Regions from separate parts of the Mus musculus genome. Here all the other regions are linked to region 1. A link is a contact called in public promoter capture Hi-C data. All regions are on one chromosome and are shown on one strand. Each heading gives the region's core, a stretch centred on a gene start, on an enhancer-like site or on the middle of the called end of the contact. The rest is flanking DNA. Distances are from core to core; before and after follow the strand shown.

Region 1 (2,700 bases), core at 125-2,624:
TGATACAAAATATATGAGAGCGGAGTAGTAGGCACAGAAGAGAAGGTCCACAGGGGCATACAGCCATGTTTCTTTCAGAGAGGGCTGATAAATAGGCAGGGGAAAGGAACAGTAAGGTACCTGTTAGGTATATGGTGTAACTTGGTGATGGATGGGTCTTCAGAGAAGAGAGTCATACAAGTCTCCCAAACAGCCTAAAGGTGTTAGGTAGGCTACTTATTAAAGCAAACATGAGAAACTGCTGAAAGGAAAAGGAAGATCTAATGGTACTTGGAGAGAGAGCTCCTCCAGAGATGAAAGTGGTATTAATAATAAGATACCGATCACTGTAGCAAAAGACCAGTGAATGGATAGTTTGAAAACCTAGGTGGGAAGGCTCTGGCTCCCAGGAATGACCTTGGGCTAGTTACTTAGCCCATCTGGAGGCTCCATTGCAAAACACAGATAATACCTCACAGGATTGCTGTCAAGATTAAATGAGATAATGAACAGAAAAGCTGTTAATGCGATACAAATAACAGGTATTATTAGGAGTTGGATTTTCTACCCACTTGCAACATATGTCCATGACCTTGGGGCGTGATTTCAGTTCTTTGCACCTCGGTTTCCTCATCTATGAAATGGGAAGGTTGATACCATCTACTTTATAAGCACTTGGAGGATATCAAAGGAGATCACATAAAAGACATCAATGCCTGGTAAACCATACAATGGTACAGGTACACAAAGACCTGCCATCGTTGCTGATATGTTTTGTGCATGACAAGGGCCGTGTTTATGCAGAGAAGCATGTATTTTCACACTATACAGGTGAGAAAGCCTCGCATGCATTTTATGCATCCAGGAACGGGGCACTGGGCAGCCGCGCATCTACAGATTCTGGGGGTGTGCCTTGCACGTTTAGGAAGAAGACCACAGGACAGGCTGCTGGGCCAGAAATCGGAGTGGGCATTATAGTGGAGGCAATGGGTAGATGCAGGATGAACGAGTGGGAAAGGCTGGGGGCACAAACACGCATGCCCAAGCCGGAAACGTTTTCGGGGGAGAGCAATGCGCATCCCCGGAATGAGGGGGATGGGGAGGATGCGAAGTGCAAGCCCCGAAGGCGGCCCGGGGGGAGGGGGGACAAGACAGCGAACGCCCGGGGCCAGAGTTCTTTACCTTGTCGCTGTAATCCCTCAGGACCCGCTCGATAGCCCCCGCCTCGCCGGCCCGGACGATGTAGAGGGCGCGCTCTTCATCCATGGCCGCAGGTGCGGGGGAGCCGCAGCCGCTGTGCGCGCCCCAGCCGCTGCCTCCCAGGTAAACGCCTCGCGCCCCCGCTACCTCGCTCCTTCCCAGCTTCCTTCCTTCCCTCCTTCCCTCCCTCCCTCCAGCCTCCAACCCGCCAGCCTCCGCCCGGGCAGGCCCTACGTCACCGCCCCTCAACTTTCACCCCGCGACGTCACCGCTCCCCCAGCAACCGGCGCCCGGAGGCCTCCCCTGACAAGGCCCGGGGCTTGGTGGAGGCCTGAGGAGCCACCAGAGACTGAGTCAGGCCCAGGCCCTGCCTACTCCCCTAGGTCTGCCAGCCTTGGGGAAGAGTTGGGCTTCGCAGCGGGCTTCCACGAGCAGAACTGTCTCTCCTAACACTCTATGAATCATTCCCCCATAGCGGACGAGAACTGGCGGGCTGTTCCCCGCCCATCTGCGAGCCTACCGCTTCTACACTACAATTCCCGACATGCAATGGGCTCATCCCACGCTGTCATCTGAGTTATTAGTGAACTGAATAGCATGCCGGAATTGGTAGTCATCCAGTGCAAAAGACTTCCCTCTTTCCAGAGGGCATGCTGGAAAATGTAGTTCCCTAAAGGCCGGAAACCAGAATCCTGCGACCGCTGGAGGCCAGAGGCGGAGGGACCCTTCGTTGGTGGGAGGGTCTAAACTGGGGTTTAACTGGGTTTTTTGTTTTTGGGTTTTTTTTTTTTTTTTTTTGGTTTTTATTTTTTTCTTTTTTCTGACCTGCACTTAGACGCGGCTGGTTGGACTTACTGACGATGGCGAAACGGCCGACCCTTGGTAGTGGCTGTCAGCGCCAGGTTGAGTTCCCTCTATGCTCAGTTAGCGGTTTCCGTCTCTGGAATGCTCACCCTCCTCACCCGGTTGCAGTCCTGTTATGCACTAGGCTACAGCAACATGGGAAATTGAACACAGTTCTTTGTGGAACCCTAAGGAATCACAACAGATAAAGAAATTTGGAGAGATCTATATATCTATATAGATATTATTTGGAGATAGATTATTAGATTATGTATATATAATTTTATATTATATGTATGTATATGTGTGTGTGTGTGTATGTACATATATACATATATATTTTATTTCTATTTTCCAGATGAAGAAATTGAAGCTCAGAATTAATGAGGCATACCTGGGATTTGAACCCAGGGAAATTAGCTCTGCACTTAGTAATTGAGAAAGTTGAGATTTGAATCCAGGTCGTTCCCAAAGATGTAAATATCACACAACCAGAGTATCCATGGAGTCAGTGGTGATGGAGGCACATATTCTCCAAGTGTTAGTTCTGTGCCAGCCACTTACATTTCATCTGGGTTCACTCAACATCTCAAAAAATTAAATATTTGAGAATTTGTGCATTGCTGGGCATTATCCAATACAGTGTGGATACAGTGGCTCCCAAAACAAGTCCCAACC
Region 2 (2,700 bases), core at 114-2,613, 2.3 Mb after region 1:
GGCAACACAGCAAGACCTTTCAAAATAACGAGTAAGAAGATGGCTGAGGGACATGACTCAGTGGTAAGCTTGCTTAGCACACTGGAGGCTCTGGGCTCAATCCCCAACCACACACTCCCAAATAATAATAAAAATCTGGGTTCATTTTTAAATCATTTCAGTAGTATGACATCAAGGTCTTACACACACACACTATTTAGTCTTGGGTTAGAGAGAGAGAGAGACAGACCACACACACGTACACACACATGTAATATTGTGCCTCTTTTTGTTAATGATTCACTATTGCATCCATTCAGCATGTATTTATGTAGACTCCAGTTCAACCTATCAGTTCTACAAACCCCTCTGAAAGTTGGGCCGGCATATTTCCCACTTTCACCAGCAGGTCCCTGGCACCCTGTAGTTGGTAAAGGCTTTAAGATAGGTCTACCTGTCCTGTGAGTAGAGGCCCTTCTGCAGTGTCCCTTGGATCTTTGAGTGGTAAACCAGACTTTCATTTCAACTCCCATGGACTGCCATCAGCCCCCGTCAATCTGCTCAAAGATGTACCATAATACAGCCGTCGAGTGGGAAGGCGGGCTGAAGACAGAATCTCTTGCCTAAGTTCAATGTCCATTTGCCACTTAGAGGCAAGCTAATTCTTCGCCAGGCAGGGCTAATACCTAAATCTCCATTCCTTTTACCTGCGAAGACCTTGCCATTTTGTTTTTCTTAGCTTTCTGCGAAGAGTCTAAATCCCCAAACCTATACTTTGTCAGGCCCGCCCTGACATCCCCATTACCACTAAGGGACAATTTTAAAGACCATCCCAGAATGAAAGACATCTACAGATTGACTTCTTAGCGTGTTATACACACTCCACAGCAATAGTATCTATCCCGCGAGGATGAGAAGGACCCCGCAGCAACCGCGGCCACAGGGTACCCGCTTCGCCTTTACAGTCCACGGTGACGGAGGGTGAAGAACCGCGCGGGCGGAGGCTGCGGCCGGGCACACACCACCTTTTAAAGCTCGCGGGTACGGGAGGCAGAGGACGTGCGCGGACCTGGGAGGGGGGGGGGACGTGTGGGGAGCGGGGAGGTCCCCACTGCGCACGCGCAAGCCGGCCTTTGTGCGGGCCGCGGCCCTGACCGACCCCAGCCGCGAGCGCCCGCGTTACCTGCGCGCGGCCTCTGCGTCCATGGCGGCGCCGCCGAGGGTACGGCCACTCCTGCCGAGCCCACGGGCGCCCGCTCTGCCGCTCAGCGCGCGGACTCACCACAGGATCGGGGCGGCCGGTGGATGGACGGCGCTGGCCTCGGCCCCTCCCACGCTGCTACATCACCGCGGCGAGTCCCCAGCGCACTTCCGTCCCCCTCCGAGGAGGCCGGCGGCCTCGCCATCACGTGATGCTGGCCAGGCCAATGGCGTGTCCTTTTCGGGGCGCCCCGACCGCCGCTTAGCCTTTCGGGAAACGTGGATCTCGGCGAGGATGGGGAGCGCCCGGCTGACGTCAGCTTTTGTGGGCTCTAAGTTTCCTTGAAGGTGTGGGTTAAGGGTGATGGCCTTTAGGATGTATTATGCGTGGTGGCAAATTCATGTCTTTTCACCTCAAATTTTGTGCGGATTAAAAGCTACCTGACTTGGGGCTCACAGAGCCTGAGCTACCAACCAGGGAGCTTTCAGGAGCTGGACCTAGACCCCTCTACACGTTTGTAGCAAATGTGAAGCTTGGTGTCCGTGTGAGTCCCCTACAAGTGGAACAGGGGCTGTCTAGGTCTCTGTTCCTTGCCAGTGGACCCAGCGCGGACTGGGGGAAGAGGACTGCGTGTTTCCTCAGTGGGAAAGGATGTGCCTACACTTGCTGAGATTAGATGTACCAGAGTCTTACCCAAGTGGGGCTTCCTCTTCTCTGAGAAGAGAAGGGGGCAGGATTTGTAAGCGTGGGACTGGGTGGGGGTGGGGCTGTGAACGGGACGTAAAGTTAATTAAATTAAAATGAAAACAACCACCCCCTCCCCCGCAACTATGTGTCTTGGCTGGGCGACCCAGCATTTGCATAGACAGTGGCAGGCAGAACTAAGTTCGAGGCTGGCCTGGTTTATAGAGCGAGTTTCAGGACAGGCAATACTACACAGAGAAACTCCGTCGTGAAAAACTAAAATGATAATTATAATAATGATAAATAAATATTGTGCCTTACACAAAACAACATTCTTTCTTTTCAATTGTCTTTCTTGTCAATTCCTGTGATGAGGAGTAGGGCTGATTGGAACTGGAAAACCTAAGATTGGAAGCCACCAATGTTTGGGCCTCAGTTTACTAATCTGTAAGGGGAAGCTCTTGGTAGATTACAAAGATTTCCATAAACAGTTGTCTACGTTGGAGATGGACAAACACTCGCCTAGATGCTAGATGCATCTCTGCTTTAGAACCTTAGACAGCAATCTCACCTCGATTTCTCGGAGGTTCTTTTGGTTTTTGAGATAATTACAAAACTGTGTACCCCTGACTTGGCTTAGAGCTTTGCAGCTGTAGTCCAGGCTGGCCTCAACCTGAGGCAAGTCTCCTGTTCACTCTCTTGCATACTGACTGGGATTACAGGGCATGTATCACCATACTTGACTTTCGGAGGTTCTAAGAGTTTGTTTGTTTTTTTTTTTTAGATTTATTTATTTATTTATTTATTTATGTGAGTACACTGTAGCTGTCTTCAGA
Region 3 (2,700 bases), core at 100-2,599, 2.2 Mb after region 1:
ATCTCTGTGAGTTCGAGGCCCGTCTGGACTACAGAGCTAGTCTTAGGACAGCCAGGGCTACACAGAGAAACCTGTATTGAAAAAGGAAAAGAAAACCTGTTCTGCATCATTGTACTCTTAAAAAAAAATCCTGGTGTCACCCCCCATTAAAGAAGTGGAAAACCTGTGATTTAGAAAGACGTGGTAACTTTAATGCTGATTTAGAACAATTGCCAAAGCAAGATTCAAAACAGACCCAATTTCTTCTAAGCCCAGGGTATTTACACTATACCAAATCAAACATCTTCAAAACTTTTTCTGTTGGAGTACTGAGGAGAGTCAAAACTAACAAAATTTCTCCTACCGTTTTTAGCTTTTAGAGGACTACTGTGATCAAGTTGTTTCATCAAAGTTGTAGGTTGTGAACTAAAACGACACCAAATTCAGTATCTAGCCTTAACTAGTTTCCTATGATTGCTAGACTACTTGTAAGTGGAGAAAATATACTTTCAACCAGCACGGAGGTCAAGACCTGCCCCCTTAACAAGTGACACTTCGAGCTGTGCAGCGGTGCCTTAGCTATGACAGCCCCTTGGCGAGGACCAGCCCGGAAGGGCAGAGCACATACACTACAGACATCGGCTAATCAGAGACCAGTCCGCGTTCACCCACAACTCTCTCCGCCGCGAGTTTAGAGAACTGTCTTGCGGGCTTCCGCCCGGTACTAACTGTACCTACGCTGAAGAGGCAGCCAGGAGAACCTCCCCGCCCCTCAACTCTCTAGGTTCTAAGAAGGGGGCTGGGGGAAGGCAAAGACCACCGAGGCCCGCCTTGGGGTGGGTTTTGTTCTTGACACTGGCGGGATCTCCACCCCTTAAGTGACCGGCCCTAGGGTGGAGGCCCAGCCGTGGAACCCGCCGTCTCGGGTCCACGGGGAGGGATGGGCCGGGGTGTCTCGATGTCTACCGGTGGAGTCACGTCCAGCCCGCGGAACCGCGAGCACCGAGCCGCCTTCCAACACGTTGCGAGCTCGGGCTGCCGACCCAGCCGATCTTCCCCCGCCGCCTGCCCGGCTGGGGTAGCGGCGACCCGGCGGTGACAGCTGTCAGGCCCGCGTCCGCCGCTCCTCCCCTCCCCCTCCGCGGTCCCGAGGCGGGGTCGCCGAGCCGCCGCCTACCGGTATTGTAGACGTGCAGCTCGTCCGCGATGCCCTCGTTGCCCCCGCCGAAGATGATCATCAGCTCCCGGATGGCCACGGCTCGGTGTCCGTGCCGGGCGCGAGGCACCGGTCCGGTAAAGGAGGAAACCCGCCTCCAGTTGAGGAGGCTGGGAGCCGCCATCTTCCCAACCCCCGCCCCTCGGCCCACAATGCCCCGCGCGCCACGGGCTCCACGGCTCGTGGGGAGGACGAGCGCCGCCTCCAGCTGTGCGCGGGAGGCCCGGCACGTGACCCGCGGGCCCCGCCCCCCCAGCCCGTGGCGACGTGGCCCTCGGGGCTCCGCCAAGATGGAGCCCCTCCCGCCAACCCTGCCAACCCTCCTCTCTGTGGCTTTCAGTGGGGTGTTCGGGGAGGAGGTTACAGCTTTGTCCTTTAGGTCCACTTGGAGCATCTTCTGTGTAGGAGCGTCACGCCCTGGAAACTGTTATCACAGGCACTGGAGAAGAGCTGCCTGCCGTGTAGGTCCCAAGTGATGAGAGCACAGGGAGCGCCTAAGGCAAATCTGTCATCTCAAAGGAGGGTCTCCCAGACTGCAGGACAAGGACAGTGGACACGGTGGCTAAGTGCAGGGCCTGAGCACGGCTCAGATTTGGAGGTGACAAGCCTACACAGCAAAAGATAACCCCAAAGGTGATTTTCGGTTCATTTAGGTGTATTAGTTGTCTTGTTGCTGTGAAAAAATCCCCTGACAAAAACCTTTGAAGGACAGAAGGGTTTGTTTCCCCTCACTGAGAAGCCCATCATAATGAAGAGGCTTGGCTGGAAGTGGCTGGTGGAATTTCATCTGCAGAGAGCCACGGATGCTGGAACCGGGCTGCCTTATTATTTAGTCCAGGATGGCATCCCAGTTTATTTCTACCTTAATTTATTTCAACCTTACATCTATTCCCACCTTAATTAATCTGATCTAGATAACCTCATAGGCCTGCCCACGGGCTTGTCTCCTAAGTAAGTTTAGATAGTATCAAATCAGCAATATCGACCATCACAGCAGGTCATTATTTTCATGCGGAGGCTTCTTTTTATAGTGTTGTTAATATTCTTAGACAAAAAGACTAAGGGGGAAACCCTTAAAAGTTGCAAACTCAGTGTTAATTTGGAAAGAGTCTATTTTGTAGGCCTGCTATATCAAAGTGCCACAAGCCTTGTGCCTTGAAAGAGTTGAATGGCACTCAGGAGTAAGAGTTTGAGGCCAGCCTGGCCTACATGGTGAATAAACAGCCAGGGCTAAATGGAGAGACCCTGTATCAAAAAAACAAAAACAAAAACAAAAACAAAAACAAAACTGGGTTTGATTTCCAGCACCTACATAGCTGCTTACAATGGTCTGGAACCCTCTGTTCTGGGGGATCTACACCCTCTTCTGGCCACCACAGGTACCAGGTGGGTCTGTAGTTCATAGACATACCTGCTGGCAACGCACCTGTACTCATCAAAGAAAATCTTAAAAAAGAATAAACACATTAGAATTGTCTCACAGTTGGAGAGAAAGTCTGAACAGA
Region 4 (2,700 bases), core at 74-2,573, 2.2 Mb after region 1:
CTAGAATTTGGTAGATTCAGGTGGTGGTGCTCCTAACTCCTCTTGAAATAACCGAGAAAGACTCATTTGTTCTTGCTTCCTTATTTACCTGAGAAATATTTATTTATTCTAGACACAGCGGGATATCAATAAATAACATATTTCAATCTTTCTGTATACTTTATGCACATACTTATATGGAATATACACCCAAACACCTTTTTTTCTTTTTTTGAGATACAGTCCGATTATGTAGCCCAGGCTGGACGTGAACACACACACTAGGGAGCCCAAGATGGTCTGGAATTTCCAATCTTCCTGTTTGTGTCTCCCCAGTCATGGGTTTAAAAGGCATAAGCCACAACACCAGGGCCTTCTATAATTATTACTACTACAGTTTCTGTTTCTTCAGACAGGGTTTCTCTGTGTAGCCTTGGTGTACTGGAACTCACTCTGTAGACCAGGCTGGCCTTGAGATTTGCCTCCCTTGTCTTGGAATTAAAGGCGTGCACCTGCCTGACCCAGCCATACTATTATTTCTAAAGACAGGGTCTTAATGTATCTCTGGCTGACCTAGAACTTTCAGTCTTGCTTACTTATCCTTGTTAAGTCCTAGGACAATAATTTTCCATCTATCTGGGTGCAGGTATCCTGCAGTACTTTGCAGTGGCTGGCCATGCAGGACATTTTGGATCACCACCACAAGGGAGAATGGTAGCCAAGGGACATTTGATCCAGATTTCAGTGAGGCCGACAGGGAAGGCCTTAAATGCACAGAGGCCATGAGTTTTTGCAGCCCAGTGTTATCTGGTTGGGAAATGAGCACTTTAGGTAGTAAGCCAACTTGGTAGGGCAGACCTAACACCAGAACACAGCACCAGGGTACAGGGTGGAAGTCGGCTGGGACAGCCTACCTGTTAAACTTGGAGGAAGGGGATGGTGTGCTAAAATGAAAAACTAACATCTTTGTTCACTGTGACTTGAGAGGGAACGCTGTGTGCCTGAGGTGGCTTGGAGGGATACCTAGAAAACATTAGGTGCCTAAAGCATTCTGGAAAGTAGCTCAGGTGTAGATCCCCTCCGGGGCTGAACTCAGGCGGGCGAGACGCTGGTTAGTGGGGAAGGAGGAGCTGGAAGGAGAAAGAAGCCAGAGCAAGCCTTTCCGCGTGGAGCTCTGGATGAGAACGCCGGCCTCTCGGACGCCCTGAAGAGCGAACATCCAGAGCCCGCCCGCGCGCTTTTACGGACCGCGCGCCTTGCTCAGAGGCTCCGGGGCGGGGCCGGGGGCGGACCGGGGCGTGGCCTCGGGCGCGGGCGTCGCGGAGGGAGGGTGTCACGTAGAGGGAAGCGGCCCGCGGCGGAGGGAGGGGAGGCCGAGTCCTGGAAGTGGAGCTCCGCGCTGGGACTGGTTCCTTCGCAGCCATTTTCTGTCCAACCAAACAGCCGATTGGAGACGGGAGCCAACCAGGGCTGCATTGGAGGTTTGTGTCTCGCTTCGGCCAATGATCGCTCCTAAACCGACTCCACTTTAGCTCGAATGAAATGTCCGTCTCCTCCCGGCGCCGTCCCCGCCGCCAACGCCGCGGCGGTCGGGGGCACTCGCAGTCCGCAGTCTTCGGGCGGGCCGGGCCTCCGGGCGAGGCCGCTGTGCTTCGGGCCGGGCCGGGCCGGGCCGGGCGCGGGGCGGCGGGCGCTTTGTGCGCGGGGCCGCGAGCCGCGGTCGGGCTGGGCCGGGCGGCTGCGGGGCTCTCGCGGCGGCAGCCCCGGGCCGGCTCCATTTTGTCCGGGGAGCCGGCGGGCGGGGAACGCTGCGCCCCGGAGCGGCCGCTTTGTCTCCCGCATCCCGCCGGCGGCGGGCGTTGGGCACGGGCGGCGGGGGGATGCGCTCCGCGGGGCCGCCCGGGCACCTGCGAGCCGAGGCGGCGGGTCCCTGCGAGGAACGAGCGGCCTGGCGGGCCCCCGGCCCGCTCCGCGCCTACAGCATGCAGCCATCTGGCGCCTGGCTCGCCCCGGACTTGCCCCGAAGGTGGGAAGGGAGCCTTGGAGGTTGCACGGAGGTTTCAGTCACCCGTGCTGGGGGGGCGGGAGGGTCTGCGAGAACAAAGAATTTACGGAGCACCCGCAGATCCTTTCATGCCTAAAGTCTAGAAGAGGGCTGTTTGATGTAGACAAGGTTAGGTAGCAGACGACCTTTAAAAAAAATGGCATCCCGCTAATCTTCACAGACCCTAGTTTTTGTAGATGGTGCCACAAATCACCCGAGTGGCTTCAGCTCTCAGTAAGGAAACTAATCGGTAACAGAAAGTGATGGCTCAACTGGTCAGTAGTAGTGGCATTAATAAATAGGAGCTTTATGGATGAGATACTGAGAGTTTAACCAGAATTCCTTTAAAGGCAAATGATTCCTCCTCTGCACTGCTCTTTGTAGCTTAATTTAAGGATTCTATCGATGCAAAGCTGTGGTTGTCGATGCCAAAGAAAGGAGGTTGGAGGAAGGGAATCTGCTTTTCTTGGATACAGATTTGCATTTCTTCAAACACCAAGCAGATGTATGCATTCCCTTGAGCTATTACACAGATTATAACCTGCCCTGAAGAAAATGCTTTCCATATGAAGAGAGATATTCTTAATGGATTAAGTCTAAGTATATACTTAGCAACTATTTGGGTTGGTAAGGCTCTCCCCCGGTTCCCACTCTAAGCAAGATGCATACACATACCC
Region 5 (2,700 bases), core at 70-2,569, 2.1 Mb after region 1:
AACAGCCGGGCGTGGTGTCATACGCCTTTAATCCCGGCACTCGGGAGGCAGAGGCAGGCAGATTTCTGAGTTCGAGGCCAGCCTGGTCTACAGAGTGAGTTCCAGGACAGCCACAGCTACACAGAGAAACCCTGTCTCGAAAAACCAAAATAAATAAATACCCCCCCCAAAAAAACAAACAAAAACTAGTTAAGAGGGCTAGAGAGATGGCTCGGTGGTTAAGAGCACTGACTGCTTTTCCAGAGGTTCTGTGTTCAATTCCCAGTAACTACATAGTGGTTTACAACCATCTGTAATGGGATCTGATGCCCTCTTCTGGTGTATCTGAAGACAGCTACAGTGTACTCATATACATAAAATAAATAAATCTTAAAAAACAACAAAAAGCAAACAAACAAACAAAAAAAAAAAACCACCTAGTAAGAGTAGGTGCCTCACAGAAATCGATTTAGAACACATCTCCAACTCCCTCGTGATAAGTGAGAAGAAACTGAAGCGATGGCCACAGGAGCTATCCACCCTTCACGCGGGTACTGTCCTATCCCTCCGAAGACCTCCCCTTCCCCATCATAAGCGCTCTTCTAGGTCCTCTGCCTTCCTGTCCTTCCCTGGGGCTCCCTGACCTGGAATGCAGGGAAGGACCCTGCGCCAGACACCCTACCAACCTTCCCTCATCAGCTATGCATCCCACGTGGGGCGAGCCCCTATCTCACCATCTCGGCAGAAGCCAGGGTTCAGTGTTTTATTTCCCTTTGGGACCTATAAAGGATGTGGGGGAGGCCGTGTAACCAATGATCACAGCCAGAGACCTACAGCCCAATGGCATCGGCTTGGGTCCCAGCTCTGCCACTCTGGCCTGGGTAACTTGGGGAGTAACTTGGCTTATATTTCTACCTGTTTATAAAGTATCTTTTTAAACCCCCAAAAAACAGCCAGGCGTGGTGGCGCACGCCTTTAATCCCAGCACTCGGGAGGCAGAGGCAGGCAGATTTCTGAGTGAGCAAGTTTCCTAACTTCTTGGAGCGTCGGTTTCTTCACCTGTAAAATGGGGGTTACTTGAAACCATCGCGGGAGATGCTTACACGGGTCTGGGGCGGCGAGAGGTCGGGCGGGCGAGCTTGTGGAGCCACCAACGCCCTTGAGAACCTGCGGCTGAGGCAGGGCGGCCCGTTGGCGACCTGTGCCCCTCTCCGCTCCGGCCCAGCAGCCGACTCCTCGGAAGCTCCGGGAGGGCAGTGCCGGGCTGCTCGAGAGCAAGGAGGAGCGCGCTGCCGGGGCAGCGTGGACAGGCGCTGCTCGGCCGTACCTGACACACCCTCGCCGCTCCTGCCCTCCGCGCCTCCGGTCCCCCTCCTCCTTGCTCTCGAGCAGCCCGGCACGCGAGGGGGGTGGGGGGCGGTCCACGCGCGCGGGAGGAGGAGGAGGATGGCGAGCGGAGGGCGCGCGCCCCCTGCCGGCCAGGGAAGAGATAAGCGATGGGCCGCGCCAACAGAGCTAGCCTGAAGAGGGAGAGGAGGAGAGTATTGGGATGGAGATGGGAGTGAGGGTGGGGTGGGGGTGGGGGGGGTGAGGATGAGGATGGGAGTGGGCGAGGATGGGGATGGGTGTGGGAGAGGATGGGGGTTGGGAGCAGCTTGCTTTTCCGTGGATCTCATACACTTGTTTGTTTTCTTTGACTTTTTAAAAATGTGTAGGTAGCCCACAGGTGTCATGGTTAATGTCGAGGTCATATGGAGGTCAGAGGACAACTCAAGCCAGCCGGTAGTGGCACATCCAGGCCTTTAATCCCAGTACTAGAGGGAGGCAGAGGCAGGTGGGTCTCTGTAAATTCAAGCCAGCCTGGTCTACAGAGAGAAACCCTGTCTTGTAAAAACAAAACAGAAAACTCAGGGATCAGTTTTCTCCTTCCATCATGTGGGTCCTGGGGATCAAACTAAAACTCATCTCCTGAGGTTTGATGGCAAGCACCTTTATACTGAGCCGTGCCTCTGGATGCTTTTTACTAATATGTTTGTGGTTTTTGAGGTAGGGTCTTGTGTCTAACCAGGGCTCACCTGGAAACTTGCTAAACTGTTTGGTAACCGAGTTTTGCTTTAGTTCTTTAGTTTGGTTCTAAAGAACTTGGGACCACTCTGCTCCCACAGCCTTATCTGGCAATGGGTAGTGGGGTAATTTGCCATCCTGCCATGCTGCTTTTGAAAAATAAGCTGCCTTTTTTTTTAAGGTTTTATTTATTGAGACAGAGTTTATGTAGTGCCCAGGCTGACCTTAAATTAAGGAGCCTCTGTTTTTTGCCCCGTGTGTGCTATATGACATACACACACACACACACACACACACACACACACACACACATATATATATATATGTATACATATATATATATACAGATAGGCATGCACTGCTATGTTTACTCTTGATTTTATTCTTCCTTCCCCTGTGTGTGTATGTATGTGTGTGTGGGGTTACACATGTGTGCCTGAACACATGGGCAGATAGCATCTCGAACCTGTAAGAGTTTTCCTTGCATTGCTGAAACCCACCTACGTATCTAGTAAGGTCTTGATTTATGATTATCTAATCATAACCATGAGACTACAAAAATTCACATAGCAGCTTTTGCACTGGACCACGTTATTCCAGGCTAGCTGCGGTCTCTGGTCATAGTCAGTCATAGTGTCTCGTGCCCTTTGAGATGAC

Evidence for each region. Promoter capture Hi-C pulls out the DNA fragments that hold promoters and counts their contacts. Capture Hi-C pulls out chosen DNA fragments and counts their contacts.
Region 2: a promoter capture Hi-C map of adipose tissue shows a contact between it and region 1, with 3 times the contacts expected there. The contact joins the promoter of Tdg here to the promoter of Ric8b in region 1. A contact is called at or near these places in 1 of 39 promoter capture datasets (liver) and 1 of 9 other capture datasets (adipose tissue).
Region 3: a promoter capture Hi-C map of liver shows a contact between it and region 1, with 2.4 times the contacts expected there. The contact joins the promoter of Hcfc2 here to the promoter of Ric8b in region 1. A contact is called at or near these places in 4 of 39 promoter capture datasets (the C10 cell line, hippocampal neurons, liver and 1 more) and 1 of 9 other capture datasets (liver).
Region 4: a contact with region 1 is called in a promoter capture Hi-C map of liver, with 3 times the contacts expected there. The contact joins the promoter of Nfyb here to the promoter of Ric8b in region 1. A contact is called at or near these places in 1 of 39 promoter capture datasets (pre-B cells) and 2 of 9 other capture datasets (adipose tissue and liver).
Region 5: a promoter capture Hi-C map of liver shows a contact between it and region 1, with 4 times the contacts expected there. The contact joins the promoter of 1700028I16Rik here to the promoter of Ric8b in region 1. A contact is called at or near these places in 3 of 39 promoter capture datasets (the HPC-7 cell line, liver and pre-B cells).

Annotation. Positions count from the first base shown.
Region 1 is chr10:84,916,287-84,918,986 of GRCm38.p6, reverse strand. Ric8b (RIC8 guanine nucleotide exchange factor B) reads right to left here and starts at 1,374. Exons shown (of 10, transcript NM_183172.2): 1 at 1,162-1,374. The coding sequence starts at 1,245.
Region 2 is chr10:82,628,501-82,631,200 of GRCm38.p6, reverse strand. Tdg (thymine DNA glycosylase) reads right to left here and starts at 1,363. Exons shown (of 10, transcript NM_172552.4): 1 at 1,163-1,363. The coding sequence starts at 1,185.
Region 3 is chr10:82,697,763-82,700,462 of GRCm38.p6, reverse strand. Hcfc2 (host cell factor C2) reads right to left here and starts at 1,349. Exons shown (of 14, transcript NM_001368720.1): 1 at 1,157-1,349. The coding sequence starts at 1,319.
Region 4 is chr10:82,762,764-82,765,463 of GRCm38.p6, reverse strand. It overlaps Nfyb (nuclear transcription factor-Y beta), which reads left to right and starts at 1,323. Exons shown (of 8, transcript NM_010914.2): 1 at 1,323-1,460. It also overlaps a transcript of Hcfc2 not described here.
Region 5 is chr10:82,810,742-82,813,441 of GRCm38.p6, reverse strand. 1700028I16Rik (RIKEN cDNA 1700028I16 gene) reads right to left here and starts at 1,319. Exons shown (of 3, transcript NR_038042.1): 1 at 1,083-1,319.